2 separate regions of the Sus scrofa genome follow, and region 1 is linked to region 2. Evidence: chromatin contacts called from public HiChIP or PLAC-seq data. All regions are on one chromosome and are shown on one strand. Each heading gives the region's core, a stretch centred on a gene start, on an enhancer-like site or on the middle of the called end of the contact. The rest is flanking DNA. Distances are from core to core; before and after follow the strand shown. Region 1 overlaps COLGALT1 (procollagen galactosyltransferase 1). Region 2 overlaps FCHO1 (F-BAR domain only protein 1).

Region 1 (5,493 bases), core at 1,348-3,847, 190 kb after region 2:
AAGTAGAGCTAGGAGTTCCCATTGTGGTGCAGCAGAAACAAATCCAACTAGTAACCATGAGGTTGCAGGTTCGATCCCTGACCTTGCTCAGTGGGTTAAGGATCTGGCATTGCTGTGAGCTGTGCTGCAGGTCGCAGGTGCGGCTCAGATCCTGCATTGCTGTGGCTGAGGTGTAGGCCGCAGCCGTAGCTTCGATCCTACCCCTAGCCTGGGAGCTTCCATATGCTGCAGGTGTGGCCCTAAAAAGCAAAAAGAAAAACAAAACAAAACAAAACAAAAAAAAAAAAACCAGACTCTCTCTGGGCAGTAAAATTATGAGATCTGTTTCTTTCTTTCTTTCCTAAGCTTCTTGTTGTTTCTTATATATTTCTTACAAGTAACACCCAGAGTGTTTATAAAAAGGAGGAAAAAAGAGGCCTTTTTAATAATAATTTAAGGAGTTCCCATTGTGGCTCAAAAGTAACCAACCCGACTAGTATTCATGAGAACGCAGGTTTGATCCGTGGCCTCACTCAGTGGATTAAGAATCCCGAATTACTGTGAGCTGTGGTGTAGGTCACAGAGGAGTCTCAGATCCTGTGTTGCTGTGGCTGTGGTGTAGGCCGGCAGCTGTAGCTCCAATTCAACCCCTAACCTGAGACCCTCCATATGCCACAAGTGCAACCCTAAAAAGCAAATAAATAAGTAAATAAAATAATAATTTAAAAACACGAGACAAATGATTTCACATTCCAATGTGGACTCCCTGGTTACAAAAATATACTGGTGTGTCAAATACTGCTTTGAGTTTTGAACCAAAACCTTGGGTTCCAACCAGGTTTGCTGAGAGGAAAAAAAAAGTGAAAACCAGGCAACCCTGAACCATGAAAGCACAACCCAGGGAGGGAGACAAGGTGATCTGCGCTGGACTGTTTTGGCAAGTCTGTGCCTCACTGGTTCTGAGACCCCCACCCAGCAGGCAGTCTACTTTCCCATCTATAAAATGGTCTCATAAGGCACCAACCACAGGGGTCCCCGGAAGAAGCCTGTTCCATCCTCCGTCCTCCAGGAGATAGCTCTGTCTTCCCCACCAGGCTCAGGCACCCACATATCCCATAGGACCTGTCCCCTTGGCCTCAGAACACATCTGGAACCCACAGCCCCATATGGGCCCCCACCTGGATTCACACTGCCCCACTCCTGCTCTGATGAGCCCTACTCGCCATGACAGTCACAGGGACTTCTGAAAATGAGAAATTAGAACAGAGCCCTCCCCTGCTCACACACCCTCCAAGGCTCCCCATTACCCTCAGAATGAAAGCCACATCCCTCCCTTGGCCTGCAGAGTCTGGCCCCCACCTGCCACTTCAGCACTGCCGGCTCTGTCACCGCACTCTGGCTACACTGGCCTCTTCGCTGGTCCCTGAATGCCCCAAGCCCGCTCCCTACTCTGTTCCCTCTGCCTCACGCATTGGCGCCCAGCTCCCACTGAGGCTGGCTCCTGTGTTCCTTGTCTGTGAGGGCCACCTCCTAAAGGAGGCCCCCAACCCTGCTCACCTGGTTCTGCCACCTACTGTGCATTGAAAGGTGGACCCCACTCCTCCCAAAAAAGACATGCTAAAATCCTAACCCCTGGTACCTGTGACTTATTTGGAAATAGGGTCTTTGCAGATATGATTAATGTAAAATAAGATGCAGTCCATATCGGCTTGGGGAGGGGTGCTGAATTCAATGAGTGGTGACTTTATAAGGAGAGGAGCCAAGAGATCCCATTATGGCGCAAAGGGATTGTAGCATCTCTGCAGCACTAGGACAAAGGTTCGATCCCCAGTCCTAACATGGTGGCTTAGAGGATCTGGTGTGGCTGCTGCCGCATAGGTTGCAACTCTGATCTGATCCCCACCCAGGAACTCCATATGCCTTGGGGTGGCCAAAAAGGGGTGGCAGGGGAGGACAAAGCCCATGTGACCACAAAAGCAGAGATTTAAGTGAGGTGGCCACAAGCCAAGGAAGGGCTGGTGCCCCCAAAGGCTGGAAGGAGCCAGGAAGCTTTCCTCCCCAAGAGTGCAGACCTGCCTACACCAGGATTTCAGACCGCAGGCCTCAGAGACAATCACCTTGTGTTGTTTTAAGCCCCCAAAGGTGTGACCTTTGTCACAGCAGCTCCAGGACGCTGATACGCTATCAAGCGCCTTTCACAGCAAGGGTTGCCTTCTGGTATTTCCTCACTCAGTTTTGTTTGTTTTCTGGTTACAAGCGCTTTTCCTGGGACACCAATCCTCACTGGGTCCCCAGGGCCTGGCAGGAAGAGGGCACAGGGGGCAGCTGACAGACATATGTTGACTGAGAAATAAAGAAGGTAGAGACCAAAGCTGGGGGTCTGGGGCATAGATGGGAACCCACTGTGCAGGCACTGTCAGGCTGGGCATTAATGCATTCCACCTCCACCGGCAAGCCAGGTCCAGCCACCGTGCCCACTCTGTCACACAAGGGGGGACCATGCCCAGGTCAAGGAGCTCGCAGAAGACCCGTGACCCCTAAGCATGTACCCCACATTGCACTCAAACCTTAACTAGCCCCTTCCTCCCAGGGGTCCAGGAGGAGGAAGTGAAAGTCAGGGCTCAGCAACTCAGTGTCATCAACATCCCCCACCCTATCCTCCTGCTTCTTGGAGTGACCCAGAGGTCATCATCACGGCCCCACCGAGATCTCACACCACTGGCAATGGTGATAAAAGAGGAAGTGACCCAAGGGTCCAACCACAGGGGGATACAAAACCCCATTTGTTCCTGATGATTAAGAACCCAGGTGGCCCAGGATCAAATCCCAGTTTCTCCACTAACTGGCTGTGTTACCTCCGACAATGCACATCCTCTCTTGGAGTCTCAGTCTCCCCCGAACTCTGTAACATGGGGCTTGTCTCCACATCCCACCACTCCACCCTCCTCCTGGACACCTGAGACCTTCCGCTGGCATGGGTGGGTGGCTGGCTGGCTGAGAAACTCACCAGGATGTAGTCAGCCCACATGTCCCGGGCTGATTTCAGGGCTGCCTGGCGCAACTTCATGACATGCTCATAGCGTGAGTCAGACCAGTGTTTGGGGCCCTCCTCGTCTGGGTAGGACCTGCGGAGAGGCAGCTGGGATGTGGGAAGCACAGGGCACCGTCTGAGCCCAGAAAGGGCTCGAGCTGGCTGAATGTGGGGTGGTCAGGGAGGGCTTCCTGGAGGAAGGGATGTGTAAGCTGGATCTGAAGGCTGGGAAGAAGCCAGGAGAAAATAGGAGGACGGAGGTGTGTCCCAGGTAGTGGGCACAGCATCTGCAAAGGCCCAGAGGGAAAGGGGTCTCTACTGCTTTGCAGGGACACCCCTGAGGGTGAGGAGAAGCCGCTGGGAGAGGTGAAGACACAGAGCAGAACAGCTGAAACCTGTACTTCCAGACTTTGAATCTGGCCTGGGCGTCGAGTGGGTAAAGAAAGAAATCCTGAAGAGTGAAAAGAGGAGTTCCCACTGTGGCAGGACAGAATCAGCAGTGTCTCTGGAGCACTGGGATGAAGGTTCGATACCAGATCCGGCACAGTTAAGGATCCAGCGTTGCCGCAGCTGCAGCATAGGCTGCAAGTGTGGCTCAGATTTGACCCCTGGCTCAGGAACTTCATGTGCCATGGGGCGGCCAAATAAAGGGAAAAAAAAAAAAAAAGAGTGAAAAGAATCAAGGATCCGGAGTTCCCATTGTGGCTCAGTGGTTAACAAATCCGACTAGGAACCATGAGATTGCGGGTTCGATCCCTGGCCTTGCTCAGTGGGTTAAGGATCCGGCATTGCCGTGGGCTGTGGTGTAGGTCGCAGATGTGGCTTGGATCCCACGTTGCTGTGGCTCTGGTGTACGCCAGTGGCTACAGCTCCGATTGGACCCCTAGCTTGGGAACCTCCATATGCTGTGGGAGCAGCCCTGAAAAAGGCAAAAAAAAAGACCAAAAAAAAAAAAAGAATCAAGGATCCAAATCACCCCAGGGTTCACAGGGAAACTAAGCAGCAGAGCTGGTGTCTGGCCTGAGTGAGACAGGGAACAAAGCCAGGCCAGGGAATGAAGGAATTCCAGGTGTAGCAAAGGTCTGGGGTAAAAGTCCAGAGGGAGGATTATGGCCCATTGTGAGGCTGAACTGGGGGTAAGAGTAGCCAAAGCCAGCGCCTGAGGCTGCAGAGTTGGGCTACAGCATCAGGAGCTGAGGGCTGGGGTCTATCCCAAGATGATGGGGAGTTAGGGAGGGTGTGTGAGCAGGGGTACGGCCGAGTCCAGCTGGAGGCGAGGATCAGGGACAGATCTGGCGCTCACCTGGGCTCCTCTGCTGGCCGCCACTCTACAGAGTGGTACAAACTTTTCACGGCCACCAACCATTCCCGAAGCACGGCTGACGTGTTGTCGGAGTTGTGGTCTGTGGCTACCCTGCAGACAGAGCAGGACAGCGAGCAAAGTTAGGGAGGCAAGAGGGGCAGCAGAGAGGCAAGAAGGGCTCCCACGCCCCAGCTGGGCCTCCTATCAGCTTCACAGCCCTGGGCAAGATGCTCCCCACAACCATGCCTCAATTTCCTCATCTGATGCGGACAGGGCCCACTTCACAGGGAGCAGAGGGGATTAAATGAACTAATTTCGCAAAAGCACAATAGATGATGTTAGTACTATGGGACATCTAGGATCGTCTACCCACATTCACCATTAAAGACACGTAATTTAATAAAAATATATATACATCATACAGCCCTGCCCCTCTTCCTCAATTCACCTCAGAGTGGGCTGTGGTCACTCATTGATTCCACAAACATTTCTTTTTTTTTTTTTCTTTTTAGGTTCCCAGGCTAGGGGTCCAATTGGAGCTGTAGCCACTGGTCTAACACCACAGCCACGGCAACACCAGAACTGAGCCGTGTCTGTGAACAACACCACAGCTTACAGCAACACTGGATCCCTAACCCACTGAGCAAGGCCAGGGGTCCAACCTGCGTCCAATGATGCTAGTCAGATTCATTTCCGCTGAGCCATGACAGGAAATTCCACAAACATTTCTTAAGCACCAACTGTGTGCTCGGACTACCCAAGCTGAAGGGAATAAGAACATCTGGGAGTCTAGAGTTTGACCAGGCAGCTGAGAGCTATTCTCCCAAATGAGATTGTTATTTAGTCTACAACAACTTTAGCAGTGATGACAGAATAACAACGATAATAATAACCACGATAGTAATAACCACGATGCCAAGCACAAGGGCTTCACACTCATTAACTGGTTCATCCTCAGAGACAAACCCTACAAGAATTACATTAATATCTCCATTTCGGAGTTCCCGTGGTGGCGCAGTGGTTAACGAATCGACTAGGAACATGAGGATGCGGGTTCGGTCCTGCCTTGCTCAGTGGTTACGATCCGGCGTTGCCGTGAGCTGTGGTGTAGGTTGCAGACGCGGCTCGGATCTCACGTTGCTGTGGCTCTGGCGTAGGCGGTGGCTACAGCTCCGATTCA
Region 2 (5,424 bases), core at 1,889-4,388:
CAGATCCTTAATCACTGAGCGAGGCTAGGGATCAAACCTGCATCCTCATGGATGCTAGTCAGATACATTTCTGCTGAGCCACGATGGTAACTCCCCTCAATTCACTCTTGACCCATACCCTCTGTGGGCATGGCCTCTGGTCTTGCTCCTTTCAGATGGATGCCCACCAGCAGCCTCAGAGGAGTTTCTCTAAACTGTGGCTCCAACAATGCCTAGCTTTGCTCAAAAGCCCACTATGATTCCTACTGCCTTCAGGATAGCCCTGGTCATTCAGCTCAGTTCTTGATGCTGTTCTGCAGTACAGCAGGTCATGAAACCCACCTTAAAGCTGTCTCTGCTGGAACCCAGAAGCACATCCCCCAAGGAGCTCTGCTTGCCTGTCAGCGACTGCACTGCCCCCCCACCCACCCACTGCGTACCTGGGGGTGTGGCCACGAAAGTAGGCGTGGACATACTCAGTGAAGGCAGTGGCCACAGGCAGGGCATCCTGAGAGCCCAGGACCACAGGGCTTGGGCCCCGGGAGACTCCTGGAGGTGGAGGGGAGGAAATGGGAGACAAGAGAGAGTGAGCACAGGTCTAAGACTCCAGAACCTTCCCTCTGCCGACACAGCCTCCGTGGTATCACTTAGCAACCCACCCACATAGGAGAGGGTGAAACTGAGGCCCAGAGAGGACCCACGTACCATGTCCTGTCTGGGATGAGAAGCTGGGCCGTTCTGGGATGGTGCTGGGGGCCGAAGAGCCCAGTGGGGAGGGGCTGAGGGAACGAGACTGGAAGAGAAGGAGATAGGCCGGCCTGTGAACACCCCAGCAGCTGTACCCTGATGCTGACCATGTTGCCCCCCGCCCCCGCCCAACACCTGCCACCCCCCCCAACCCTACCAGGTCCCCGTTGCTGCGCATGAGGGGACAGGACACCTTCCTGGAGCGGGGTCTCCGGGGTGGGGCTGTCAGGCCCTCCCTGGCTGCAAAGTCGGCGGGTACAGGCATCAAGTCTGGGGAGTGAGCATGAGAACAGACATGGCTGAGATGCTGTCTTGGGCCTCTTGGGCCTCCCCAGGGGAGGAACTTAGCCCCAAAGCGGGGGTTGGGCTTATAGGGGAAGAACCCCACCCCCGTTCCCCCCACTGATGATCTGAAGTCCTGGGGCTGCAGAGAAGGTGCTGGACAGGACTGCAGACACCAGCTGCAACCCTGAGTCTCCCAGACATCAAACCAGTGGCTCAATAAGGGGTGAGCTCCCATCACTGGGGGTATGCAAGCAAGGGCTGGATGCTCAAGAGACAGACACCCTACAGGGGGATTTGGCAATGGCCTTTTGGCCAACATTCAGCAACTCCACAACCTTCATCCTCTCTGAGCACATGAGGGTAGTCACCCACCTGGGCCTGTTTCTGAGTCACACTCTTCTAAATGAACTAATCACAGTTCCCCTTGCTCTCCAGCTTCCCTAGCATCCCTGCTTTGCTCCATCTACAAATGCTTACTCACCTGCCTCTCTTCCCACCTACACCCCAGGCTGGGCTCTCTACCCCAGGGTTCTCAGCAGGGTTGGATGCTTCTCCTGTGGTGGAGCCACCTGTACACTCTAGGCCATAAAACAGCATCCCTGGCCTCCACCCCCAACCCCAGATGTCAGGTGCACCCTGCCCCCCAGTGGTGATACTGCCAAGTGTCACCTGGGAGAGCAGAACGGACCCAGTTGAGAACCTTAGTGCAACAGCAAGGCTCAGACAACTCTACTCTTACTTACTCCTCTGGGCCCTCCCTTGGACCAGCTCCAAGGAGGCCTTTTCTTCAACTAAGGATGGTACCAAGCACCTCATCACCACTTCTGGAGACCCCACATGGTCTTTCTGACTCAGGCTCCCAGGAGCCAACTCCTAACCACTTCCCTCTTTCCTCCTCGCTCTAGCCCTGCCCCCATTCCCTCCTGGGCCCTTTCCCCTCCTCTCCTCTCCCTGGGCACCCTCCCCTCTCACTTCAGCTTGATGACATCCCACAGCTGCCCCCAGGGTGTGCACCAGCCTGGCCTCCACCCTCCACCTGACATCCAAAGGCCCAGGCTGGAGATGCCCCCATCCCAGCTCTTCCGCCCCATCTTTCCTGCTCTTTCTGCCCTTCCCTCTCCTTTCAGCTGCCCTCAGGCCCTCCGCCCTGTGGCTCTGAACTTGCTAGGTGTAAAACTCACATTTCTCCCTGGGATCACCAGGCTCTGCCTGGTCCCATCTCCCTGCCGACACATCCCCCTTCTCTTCCTCCTTCTCCCTGTCATCACTCTGTTCTAGCCATACCAGCCTCCTTGTTGTTCCTCAAAGGGCAGAGCCTGCTTGTACCCCAGGGCCTTGGCACGGGCTGTGCCCTCTGCTGGGAATGCCCTTCCCCCCATGTGCATATGGCTGCATCCTCACCTCCATCCTCACCTCCATCAAATCTCAGCTCAGATGTTCCCTCTTCAGGGAGGCCCTACCCTTCCAGGCCCTCACCAGGTCCCTGCCAACTCATGCCTTGTTAAATAGCCATCTCATTATTGTCCCTGCAAGAGTGAGGGTTTCTGCCTGCTTGAGTTTCCCCTGTGTCATCTCCCCCGCCCCCCAATTGAGGCCCTGGCCACATTAGGTGCTCAGTCCAGTATCAGGACTCAGAGAACTCTCACACTAGGGGCAGACACACTCACCTCCTCCAGCCATAGCCTCCAGCCCCCAGGGGCCCGGGGATGGTGCAAGGGGCTGCGGCGAGTCTGATGGTGGCAGGGGCTGTGTCCCCCTCGACTCCGGGGGCGGCGCCCTACAGGTACGTGGGCTTTGTGGGGTGCCCGGGCGGGGGACCCAGGAATCCGGGGAGGGACCAGGCGCCACGTGGGACGGTGAGTCCAGGCCAGAGTCCTCCACATTCTCAGGCGACGAGGAGGAGAAAGGCGAGGGGCTGGAGGTGAAGCCGAGGCTGCTAGAGCCTGGGAGAGGGAAGTGGGCAGCCAGCTCCAGACCCAGTTCAAACTTGTACCGTCAGTTCTCCAGAAGGTCACGCCCACGTCGGGGAAGATCCGCCCTCATTGGGTGCCCACCTTCCCACCCAAGGCCACGCCCTCGCCCTCCTATTTTCGTCGCCACTGATGCCCCGCCCATCCATTCAAATTATCCCCACTCCCACAAAGGCCACACCTTCTCACCGGCTCCGCCCATTCATGCTGCGCCCTGCCCAGCCTTACTTTGACCCAAGTCCTCGCTCCAGCCTGGCTCACCATCCCGCCTACCCGAGCTTCCTACCCGTGCAGTGGCCCCACTCATTCTTCTGCTGGCCACGCCCATGCCCCCGAAGCTCCACCCTCATCACCTGTAAAATCTTCGTGGTCAAAGGCAGACTCTAGCGGCGGCCCAAAGAGGTTCTTGGAAACCTGCTCATCAGAAGGCGGTTTCTCGGCACAGCTGGGGATGGAATCGACAGGAGAGGTGGGTTCTACTGTTTCTGTGCCTCCTCCCCCTTCAGGGCCTTTGCACATGCTGTTCTTGGTCTTGAACTCTGTTCCCCCAGCTCTCCCTACAGCCACATCCTGCTCCTCTTCAGGGCTCAGCTCAAAGTCCACGGCACTTCCCCTGCTCCCTCCCCACCACTCCTATTTTCCATCACATTGCCTGCTTTGTTTTCTTCACAGCAATTGGAAGCATCGAATATGATCTAACTTATTTACTATTTGTGACATCTGAGCCACTAGAAAGTGACTCTGCAAAGAAGGACCTGTCTTGGTCATTTATCTCCAGAACCCAGAAGAGCATAAGTATATATCAGGCACTCAATAAATGTTCATCAAATGACTAAGTGGTCCCTCAAAAATGGCATGGCCTTAATTCCTTGCCAGAGTAACAGAAGGGAGGCAGAGACAGGGGGAGGCAGTAGGGGAGGAGGACAAAGGTGGGGACAGCCCCCACCTCCCGCCTCCCCCCCCACCTCCCCAGTCCATTCATGTTGACCCAATGACCCATCCCCATGGAAACCTACCTGCCAGCCCTTGGAGCAGATCGAGGCCTCTGTGGTTTCCCAGCAGTGTCTCCTGTAAGAGATGTACCTCCTTCAGTCTTCCTGTCACCCTGTCTGCACTGCTCCCCATGCCACAGACCAGCAGACCAAGGCTTGGGGCTGACCAGCAGAGCAGAGAGGGATTTGATTCTGAGCCAATATGTCTGCAGATTTGGGCTTTTTTTTTCTTTTTTCTTTTTTTTTTTTTGTCTTTTGTCCTTTTAGGCCACACCCCCGGCATACGGAGGTTCTCAGGCTAGGGGTTTAATCAGAGCTACAGCTGCTGGCCTACACCACAGCCACAGCAATGCCAGATCCGAGCCGCATCTGCGACCTACACCACAGCTCATGGCAACACTGGATCCTTAACCCACTGAGCAAGGCCAGGGATCGAACCCGCAACCTCATGGTTCCTAGTCAGATGATTCGTTTCCTCTGCACCACAATGGGAACTCCAGATTTGGGCTTCTTTCCCAGTCCAAGCTATCCCTTTTGGCTCTCATCTAATTCTCATAATGATCCCATTTTATAAAAGGAAGCTAAGATCAGAGTGGGTAAGCAGCCTGCCCCAAGTCGCACAGCAGAGCTGGGACTCAAACCCACACCCACACTCCAGGCCCAGCATCCCTTCCATGTGTTTCTCGTCAAACTGATGACCCCTTAACAGGCTACTCACGTGAAGAATGGCGTTTCATGGTGCCCTGTGGACAAAGGGGTGGCATCAGGTCGGGGGCATCCAACATGCCCCACCCACCCTGGGCTCAGCAGCCTAATCCCCAAGGCCTCACCCCTGGGCCAGGAGGCAAGATGAGGCTGCCAGCTGTGGCCCTGAGCTGTGCTGCAGCTGCCTCCGGACTGCAGGCTGGGGCCCGGGCTGGGGCAGGCTTGATGTGCACGTAGAATTTGCGGGGCTCCTCATCATCGAAATCGGAGTCGCTGGATGAGAAGCGGGAGGGCTCCTCGGTGCTTTCACTGAAGTCAAGGGGCCAAGCGGAACCCAACACGGAATCTCCCTCTAGTCAGCCCTCAAATCCATTCCTTCCTGCTCAAAGCCTTTGAGACACTGTACAATTCCATCTTCACCACTTGCCTTGACACCATGTTTTTGCCATTTCCCTCCCCCCACAAGCCTTCACACATGCATGCCCTACCATAACTGGTTAACTCCTATTCAGCTGCTAAACCCCAATACTGGTGACCGCCCCCCCAGGAAGCCCTCTTTTCACTCCCCCTCTGAGAGCCCCCCTCTCTCCCCTTTGCTCAGCCCTGACCCCACAGGGCCAGTGCCTGCATGTGAATTTGAGCCTCACAAGCGGAGGCTCCCCCCTGGATGAACAGAGAGGATTGCTATGGTGGGTCCATCACTGTGAACAGAGCTTTGTCCTTGCTGTGCCAACAACTGCCCTCCA

Evidence for each region. HiChIP or PLAC-seq counts read pairs in DNA pulled down with a chosen protein or histone mark.
Region 1: a contact with region 2 is called in an H3K27ac HiChIP or PLAC-seq map of alveolar macrophages. The contact joins two enhancer-like sites. A contact is called at or near these places in 1 of 47 Hi-C or Micro-C datasets (epiblast stem cells) and 1 of 2 datasets of contacts at active chromatin or transcription factors (alveolar macrophages).

Annotation. Positions count from the first base shown.
Region 1 is chr2:60,155,899-60,161,391 of Sscrofa11.1, forward strand. It overlaps COLGALT1 (procollagen galactosyltransferase 1), which reads right to left. Exons shown (of 13, transcript XM_003123493.6): 3 at 4,314-4,424; 4 at 2,987-3,104. Among named protein-coding and RNA genes, the nearest start is that of COLGALT1, 8.1 kb to the right of the region's middle. Within about 2 kb of position 2,598, at least 13 of the 83 cell types and tissues checked have an H3K27ac peak or open chromatin away from gene starts, as enhancers often do. A contact at or near this core is called in alveolar macrophages, where this site is marked.
Region 2 is chr2:59,961,788-59,967,211 of Sscrofa11.1, forward strand. It overlaps FCHO1 (F-BAR domain only protein 1), which reads right to left. Exons shown (of 28, transcript XM_013987487.2): 16 at 4,804-4,982; 17 at 4,692-4,716; 18 at 3,998-4,049; 19 at 3,335-3,426; 20 at 2,679-2,954; 21 at 884-996; 22 at 685-772; 23 at 420-528. Among named protein-coding and RNA genes, the nearest start is that of B3GNT3, 12 kb to the left of the region's middle. Within about 2 kb of position 3,139, at least 20 of the 83 cell types and tissues checked have an H3K27ac peak or open chromatin away from gene starts, as enhancers often do. A contact at or near this core is called in alveolar macrophages, where this site is marked.